Linked DNA regions of Oryctolagus cuniculus: regions 1 and 2 are each linked to region 3. Evidence: chromatin contacts called from public Hi-C data. All regions are on one chromosome and are shown on one strand. The core of a region is the stretch at or near the end of the contact, and the rest is flanking DNA. Distances in the headings are between cores, read along the strand shown.

The links. Hi-C and Micro-C count contacts between places; a contact is called where the count stands out from the background.
Region 1: a contact with region 3 is called in a Hi-C map of skin fibroblasts, with 4 times the contacts expected there. The contact joins the promoter of DDX20 here to the enhancer-like site in region 3. A contact is called at or near these places in 3 of 6 Hi-C or Micro-C datasets (ear pinna, psoas muscle and skin fibroblasts).
Region 2: a contact with region 3 is called in a Hi-C map of embryonic fibroblasts, with 4 times the contacts expected there. The contact joins the promoter of LOC100351336 here to the enhancer-like site in region 3. A contact is called at or near these places in 4 of 6 Hi-C or Micro-C datasets (ear pinna, embryonic fibroblasts, psoas muscle and 1 more).

Annotation. Positions count from the first base shown.
Region 1 is chr7:58,618,543-58,621,242 of mOryCun1.1, forward strand. It overlaps DDX20 (DEAD-box helicase 20), which reads right to left and starts at 1,316. Exons shown (of 12, transcript XM_051856157.2): 1 at 1,186-1,316; 2 at 711-1,065; 3 at 301-395. The coding sequence starts at 1,017.
Region 2 is chr7:58,670,075-58,672,836 of mOryCun1.1, forward strand. LOC100351336 (large ribosomal subunit protein uL6-like) reads left to right here and starts at 1,262. Exons shown (of 1, transcript XM_051856159.2): 1 at 1,262-2,762. The coding sequence starts at 2,489. RAP1A (RAP1A, member of RAS oncogene family) reads right to left here. Exons shown (of 8, transcript XM_002715775.5): 6 at 1,125-1,268.
Region 3 is chr7:58,861,745-58,864,516 of mOryCun1.1, forward strand. The region is part of intron 2 of LOC127493409 (a long non-coding RNA gene); the gene reads left to right. Among named protein-coding and RNA genes, the nearest start is that of ADORA3, 14 kb to the right of the region's middle. Within about 2 kb of position 1,502, at least 5 of the 8 cell types and tissues checked have an H3K27ac peak or open chromatin away from gene starts, as enhancers often do. A contact at or near this core is called in ear pinna, where this site is marked.

The DNA of each region.
Region 1 (2,700 bases), core at 66-2,565, 240 kb before region 3:
GAGCCCCCTGCAGTCACAGCACCCATCACCCTGAATCAAGCCAGAGGCTGTCGCACCACAATCTAGACAGCAGGTAAAAGATATTCTCAAGTAATGGCAGCGCGATGCTTGTAATGGCTTTCTTCTGTAATAACTGAAAATTCCAGACTTCGAATACTAATCCCCCATCCTCAGTCGCTAACGTTGTGCAAGTTACCCACAGGCCTTTCGCGTGGAGTAGCTCAACCATTCGTCGGATCCACTGGCGTTACATCTGGCCTGCGATCAACGCCCTCTTCCCGTCCTCTGAACCGAACTCACCTGGGTGCTTAAGTTTTCAAGAATCAGCGAGTCCAAAGCAATGGTGGAGAACACACAGGTTTTCCCAGTGCCAGACTTAGCCTGAACAATTAAATCTGACAAAGAACGGAAAGACATTAGCAGCAGCCGGTACAGCCTGACGCAGCTTCCCGTCCCCGGGAGGAATCCCGGCGGCAAGGGTCTAACGTGGCGGCACCCTCGGTGCGGGCCGACTCGCGGAAACGCACGAGGCCGTTGTCCAGAAACACATCTGCTCCCCGGACCTTCACCGCCGACCTCAAGCAGGCCGCCCGCCAGCGCTGTGCGCCTGAGCTTTACAAAAGGGAGACCGGCTGCCGATCGGGACCGCCGCCGCCGCGTCTCGACCCCCTCCCCGGCCCCGCCCGCCTCTCCCGGGCGCCCACCCTCACCGAGCCCGCAGCGCCCCAGCGGGATGGCCTTGAGCTGCACGGGCGAGGGTCTCTCGAAGCCCGCCGCCCGCAGCCCCTCCAGCACGGGCCGCGACAGCAGCAGCGACTCGAAGTCCGCCGGCTCGGCCAACAGCACGTCCCCCGTGCGGGTCCGCGGGCCGCCGATGTCGTGAGCAGTCCGCAGGCTCCGCACGGGCCCAGGACTCGGCTCCGGGGCTGAGGCCGGCGCGGCCACGGGCTCCACCGCCGCCGGCATAACGGTCTCTGCGGTGGCCGAAGCCGCCGCGGCTTCAAACGCCGCCGCCATGGCTGCCGCGCCGTCAGATCTCGCGGTACTTGGAGCGAGGCGGGGTTCCTGGAAGCGAGAAGAGAAAAAACTTTATTGGCAGCCTTCCCGCGAGGACACCGAACACAACCACCAAAAAAAAAAAAAAAAAAAGTGACCCGCGGAAGGCGGGAAGGGGAAGGAGGCTACCAATGTATGGCCGCCTGCGGCCTGCAGAGGGCGCCGCGTGCCCACGAAGCGGGCGGCGCCCGCCTCCCGCCCTCTGGCGGACGGTGGCGGCGCGGCCTCCGCAGGCTCTTTGTGATGCGCCCGAGGCGTCACTGCCGGCGCCAGCCCCCCAGCCTCGCTGCCGCGCGCGCCGCCCTCCGCATCCCAGCCCGCCGTCTCTCCGCGCGGCGTGGGGCGGTCTTTACCGCTTTTCCTTCCTGTAGCTGCTTATTTTCATTGTGGCTTTCACTTCAAAGGCATAGAGACGGAAACAGATCTTCCATCCGCTGGTTCACTCCCCAAATGCCCCGCACCCGCCCCGGCCGGGCCGGTCTTTTGGAAGCCAGGAGCCCGAGGCCCCAGCCGTGTGTCCCACGTGGGTGGCAAGGGCTCGTGAGTGTGAGCCACCCCCTGCTGCCTCCCAGGGTGCCCGTTAGCAGGGAGCTACGTGGGACGCAGAGCCCGGACGCGCACCCAGGCCGAACACCTGCTCCAACTACCGCGTTTTCCAAGAGGTCCTTCTTGAACTCGCAGAGAGAGCTCCCCCGTCCTGCCTGCTCCCTGGCCTTTCCCACTGCTCTCTAAAGCCTTGTTCTGCTTGATTTTTCTGCCCACTTAGAACTGCCTGACGTTGTATGTGCTTGGTGTGGGTCTCTGATCTGTTCCACCTTGCCCTCCGCCATATCCCTCGTGGGAATAGCAGGATGCGACATACTGAATGCTAATAGGCATCGAATGAGCTGCTAGAACAAAGCCTTAGTCAAAATTCCAAATTTAAATATTTCTAGGCCCGCGCTGCAGCTCACTAGGCTAATCCTCCGCCTGCGGTGCCGGCACACCGGGTTCTAGTCCCGGTCGGGGTGCCAGATTCTGTCCCGGTTGCCCCTCTTCCAGTCCAGCTCTCTGCTGTGGCCAGGGAGTGCAGTGGAGGATGGCCCAAGTGCTTGGGCCCTGCACCCGCATGGGAGACCAGGAGGAAGCACCTGGCTCCTGGCTTCAGATCGACACAGCGCGCCAGCCATAGCAGCCATTTGAGGGGTGAACCAATGGAAGGAAAACCTTTCTCTCTGTCTCACTCACTGTCTAACTCTGCCTGTCAAAAAAAATATATATTTCTAGAGACCCAGAGAAATATCCTGGCTCCTGCCTTAGATTTTGGCAGAGCTCCAGCTGTTGAGGGCATTTGGGGAGTGAACCAGCAGATGGAAGATCTCTGTGTCTCTTCCTCTCTCTGCCTGTAGCTCAGCATCTCAAATAAATGAATAAACTATAAAGATTTTTCTGGAACCTAATCATATTCACAATTGCATCCACCCAAAACTTTGTTCTTAGATTATAATCCTGGTCATTGTCTCCCACCCCCTTCTCTCTCTCTCTCAAATACACACACACACAACCAACCACAGGGGTGGGCTGGGTTCCAAATGATGTAAGAGGGGCTCTGGCATGATAATTCCATGGAAAGGGGGTCCTGAAGACGTGTTTTGCTTAGCAGTT
Region 2 (2,762 bases), core at 12-2,511, 190 kb before region 3:
TAAATCTGTTAATTTCTTATTTTTATGTAGTTTTTAAAAATGGTTTTGTAAAACATATGATTTGTATCTAGCATGTTTAAGTGTTTTCTATCAGGCACCTAAGGTAACCTGGCCATTTTAAAAGTCAGGTAATAGTCTACAATTATCAATGAAGGAAAAGGGATCTACAAAATCACAGATCAGAGAGGACAGCAAGAAAATCACAGAACTCTGATAACCAAATCTGCTCTTCTCTCACCTGTGCCCTAAATAATATGAACTCTGGCCCATTCTAATGATGCCACAAATGACAAGCACACAGGCAACAGAAAAGGAAAGAAAAAACCCAGTCTGTTTTGTTTTTAAACAAGGTGCACAGTAAAGTTAACAAAAGGAAAAGGACCCTTGATTGATGGGGGCAGTTAAGAACTGCACTAAATTTTAGGACCCCAGAAAACAGGCCGTTTACACCCAGACGTGCAGCTTACTTGCTAAGCATTTCTGTCTATAGCTACGCTGTCAAGATAGTGGAGTGTTTAACTCAGGGACGGATGGATACACACAGACACACGGACACACACAGAGTTTATGCAGCTGCTCTATCAGCTCTAATGGTCTGAGTGGATTCCAGTTACATGTCCACACTCTCACAAATTCCTTTTCTTTGCATCACGCACCAAAGGCACGGCAAGATTCAGAACACCAAATCTTGTGATTCCAAAGGTAGCAACATCATTTTGTGCAACAAAAACTTCTTATAATAAACTACTTTGCTTGCTGTGTTTCTTTACTTGACTTTAGAACCCATTTACATGCATCTAGACAGATAATTACTACAATACAGGGTGATATGACAGTTCTGAAACACCACCTTCTGGCAAATCATTTAGAGGCTTATCAGGATTTTATACAAATTCTTTAACTTTCTTGACAAAAAAATTGAAGTGTCCTCATTATAGCCATCAAAATGATCCTATGCAAGTTTAAGAATAAGGTTTCTAGAAATAATTAGTGTTTTGTACAAAGTGACAGAAACACAATTGCTTAGAAGAACAAAACGTTTTCTTAAAAAATTTTTAGGTGTTAATTAAAGCCAAGGAAAATAAAAAGGCACTTATTTGTGCTGCCCAGCAGCTGTAGGTTACCTCATTAACATTGATCTTTGACTTTGCAGAAGATTCTAAAAAGGCACAGTTACACCATTGTCTTGCTAAATTCTGGCCCTGTTCCTTGCCAACTACTCGCTCATCTTCCAGGTCACATTTATTGCCAACCAAAATCATTGGAACCTATGGGAAAGAAGAAACATAAAATGAGCAATGAAATACTTATTACTTGCTCTCTTCTTACAAATAACCAATTATCTGCCACTAACTGAAATTTATTAGGATTATTAGGTTTGCCAAGTACCCTCATAAAAAGGTGTTGTGTGTGTATGTATGCATATATATATATTGTATTGTAGTAATTATATATATGTATGTTGGGGGGAAAGGGTAAATATCAAAAAACATGGAAGAGATCCTATCGCAGTCATATGCTAAATTATTTTAGGAATATAATCCCCAAATTCTCATGCTGACTATTTGTGATAGATGAATACCAAGTAGAAAACTCTGAAAAGGAAAGAAACTTCTTGCAATACAGAGAATGTGTTCATTGGACCTGACTTAAGTGCTTCATCTCACAGACAAAACAAACGCTCAAGCAATGCCAAGACCAACATAGAAACAGGTCCTATATCTATCTACATTTAACATCTATTCTAGACGTAGATTTGAAGACCTGTCTATAATTGAGGAGTTAAAAAAGATGAACAATAAAAATAAAGCCAGAAAGCAGTTATGTATTCCTTTTTTACTCCGTATCACAGATGCTCAGCTACATGTAGTTATGACTTCCTATTTCCAGTAAAATAGGCAGCCAAAACAAAGTTTATTAACTTTCTTAGTAAAAGGGTGTCAAGAAAACAAAGTCATTTGTTTGTAAGGTGATGAACACTATACAAAGGAAAGAATTTAGGAGAGACCTGGTGGAATGGGCAATTGTCACAAATTAGACTAAACCCATCAGACATCTTCAAATCCATCTTTTTTAGTTTATCATACAGGATAGAGGGATTAACATAACTAGGGCTCAGTGACTTGCAAATAATTGCCTATGAAAACAACTTTCTTAGTCATGGAAAGGAAGAAAAGTACTCATTAGGTCACAGTTGGTTATGAGTCAATGGTGTAAAGCCCTTCCACCAACAATATTACTAAGTCAAGGTCATGAGCATATGTATATGCTCTCATTAATAATTGGAGAGAAGACACAAAAACAGCTGAAACTGTATATCCTAATTTGTACAACCGAAAAGAAAATTCTTTGCTGTTCAAAACTGAGGTAAACATGAATTATATATTTCATCTTGGCAAAAATGTTATTTTTAATTTAGACAAAATTTCCAAAGCAAAATTAAATTTTAAAAAATCCAGCTGCTCTCTTTGCCGCATCTACTGCGAGAATGAAGACCATTCTCAGCAATCAGACGGTCGACATCCCAGAAAATGTCGACATCAGTCTGAAGGGGCGCACAGTCATTGTGAAGGGGCCCAGAGGAACCCTGCGGAAGGACTTCAACCACATCAATGTGGAACTCAGTCTCCTGGGAAAGAAAAAGAAGAGGCTCCGGGTTGACAAATGGTGGGGAAATAGAAAGGAACTGGCAACTGTTCGCACGATCTGTAGTCACGTACAGAATATGATCAAGGGGGTTACACTGGGCTTCCGATACAAGA
Region 3 (2,772 bases), core at 252-2,751:
GAGGTTCTGAAGGGGAACACAAACAGAAACAGGTAATTCACACAGCAATAGAAAGTGCGTCAGCCCACTAAGAACCTGCGATGAGCTGCCCGAGCAGGGGCCAGGTGTTTATGAATGCCATCTCACTAAATCCTGACGATGTCGTAAGGTAGCGTCCGTTAACCCACTTCAGCCTCATTTTGCAGGTGCAGAAATAGGCTCAGAACAATTAAGGTCACTTGCTCCAGCTCAGGCAGCGTAAGTGGCAGGGCTGGGGGTCTGAAGCCTGGTGTGACTCCAGCCTGTGTTTCTGTGGGCTGAAATTCAGAAATGCTCTACTCCGGGTAAATTCCCAGAATAGAAATTACAGAAAACATTCGACGAGCCGAAGCTTTCTATGTGTGAGGAAGGAAGACAGTTTTAAAGCCAAGCTTCTGTCTCTGGCGGGGACAAATGGCCTGGGTTATGTGGAGAGGAGCCCAGGGGAGCAGGACGCAGTTGACAGCAACTGTGACAGCCACGGCTAACCGTAGAGCACTCCCCCCTCCGCGGCCACAGCTGCCCACAGGCAGTGGGACAGAGGGCTGCTCGGCCATGTCTACGCCTCCCAGACTAGGAGGGGAACCGTGCGCTGTCAGACTGCCCTGTGGGTGCTTGCTTCCACGAGGAGGGGTCTTCTAGAAGATTCTTAGGCATCTGTCCTCCCATCACATGTTTCATGAGGCTACGTCGTGTGTATGTGTGGGGTAGGAAGGCAGAGACAGGGAGGCGGGTAGGAACCACCAATACCAGGGCTGAGGGACCGGCAGAACTGAAAGTTCTAAGGTAGCCACGCTGCCTTTCTTCAAACAGCTCTGTTTAGGTAAGGGTGGAATGGAGCCTAAAAAGCTAAGAGGCCTAGGTACGTCCCAGGTGGAGCTGTGGGGAGAGTCTGCACCCAGGAGGGCTCTGGCCCAGGCCGGGAAGCAGGTGTCCTTTCTTGCGGCTTCTCCTCCCCACATCCGGTGTGGCGAGGCATCCCCCAGCCCCGGGGCTGACCACCCAGCTGCCCGTGGCCAGGGGCGTCCGCACACTTCCGCTTTGCTGCTCCCAGCACAGGATCGTGGGTCTGAGGCGCGCTCACCCAGCAGGGCTGAGGAGAGAGAGGGGCAGAGAGCAGGCCACAGCCCCGGCCTCATCTTGTGCCCAGTGTGTGCGCTGCGGGAGGCTCTGTGCTTCCCTGGCCCTCGTAGTTCACTAACCTGGTGGTTTAAATATAGGGGAGGAAACAGATGCCGGCGGGGCCGGAAGTCTCTGAGGAGGACAAGTTTGGCAGCGGCCTGGGAGGCAGATAAGGGCCTGGGGTGGGCTCCGAGAGCAACCCCTGCCGGTTTGCGTTCCGGGCCTTTCTGATATGGCCCTGGGCCCTCACCGACCCAAGTTGGCTCCTCCAAGAGCTCCTCCTTCCTCACGGCTGGCCCGGAGGGGTTATTTTTAAGCTGCTCTTTGTGACTTCCTTTGGCTGGCCGCCCAGCTCCCCTCTCTCCAATGCGCCCGGAGCAGCTTCCTGCTTAGGCAACTCCAGCAGAGAGAGAGAGGTGCGGTCTGCAGGGCCAGGGAGCCAAGGCCACAGTCCTGGAAGGCAGGTGCAAACCCCGTGGATCTCCCGGGGCCCTGGGCCAGGCCCACGGTGCTGGCCTCCGGGCGAGCGGGGCTGCAGATCTGTCACCCGGCAGGAATCCTGTGACCCGACCTGCAGCGTCTGTGTTACCTGGCAGGAACGCCGCGGTGGCGTCGCCGCCGAGCCGCTGCCGCCAGCCGCCGCCGGGGAGCGGCCCCTCTGTGGGCCGGGGCTGCGCGGGCCTCTGCGGTCTGCTGGGCGTCGTCCGCGGCTGGCGCAGTTCCGGAGGAGCGTGTCCGGCCGGCTGCACCGCCAGCATCCTCAAATTGTGTCGCGGGTGAATCACAGCGACAGCCGCCCTCCCCGCGCCGCGGCGGAGAGGGGGGGACAGGAGCCGACAGCCACAGCCAACGCGCGAAAAGCCGCCTCGGGGCCCTCCTCTGCCGCCTCTGGCTTCCTCCACTTCGGGGTGCCAGGGCAGGCATCCAGGTGCCTCTCACCGCTGGCGCCCTGCGCGCCCAGGGGACTCCTCGCAGGGACTGCTGGAACACCAACCCTCTGGCTTCTCAGATGCTTAGCTTTCTCTCGGGCTACCGCTCTCAGCTGGTGATGTCCATGGTCAAAGGAGCAGAGCTGAGCATGGGTAGGCCAAAGTTTAGGAAACTGGCGCCTCCTCTCCAAGGGCTCAGCGGGACCCCAGGCTGGGTTCTGACACAGGCAGTATCCTTTCCAGGTTAGGGTCTGGGTCAAGAAGTAGGTTTGGCTCTAAAGATTCCCTTTGTAGGGAAGAGCTGGCCCCCTGGGCTGTCTTTCTGCTGCATTCAGGATTCTCAAGTCCCAGGCTCTCTTAGTCATCTGCAGAAATGAGCAAGCGAAAGGCAGTTCTCCCATTGTAACGGATTAAATGGGCTGCTCTGGGCGATGGAACGCGGCAGCTGGGCGTGTGACTGCTGCAGGGAACGGCCCGCACGACTCTCACGGGCAGGGCAAGCTGGGGCAAGATACTTAACCTTGCTGGACGGGGGTTTCTTTCCCCACAGGCAGTAGCTGCGATGACAAGGACTGGCTGTGTCACAGTGCTGCACCCGGGGTCAGGCAGAACCTGTGACAGGGCAACTGGAAGGTGAATGGAAGCTTGGATGTTGTGCCAGCCTGGTGCCAGGCCCAGAGAGAGCCCAGAAGCCTGGGGAAGT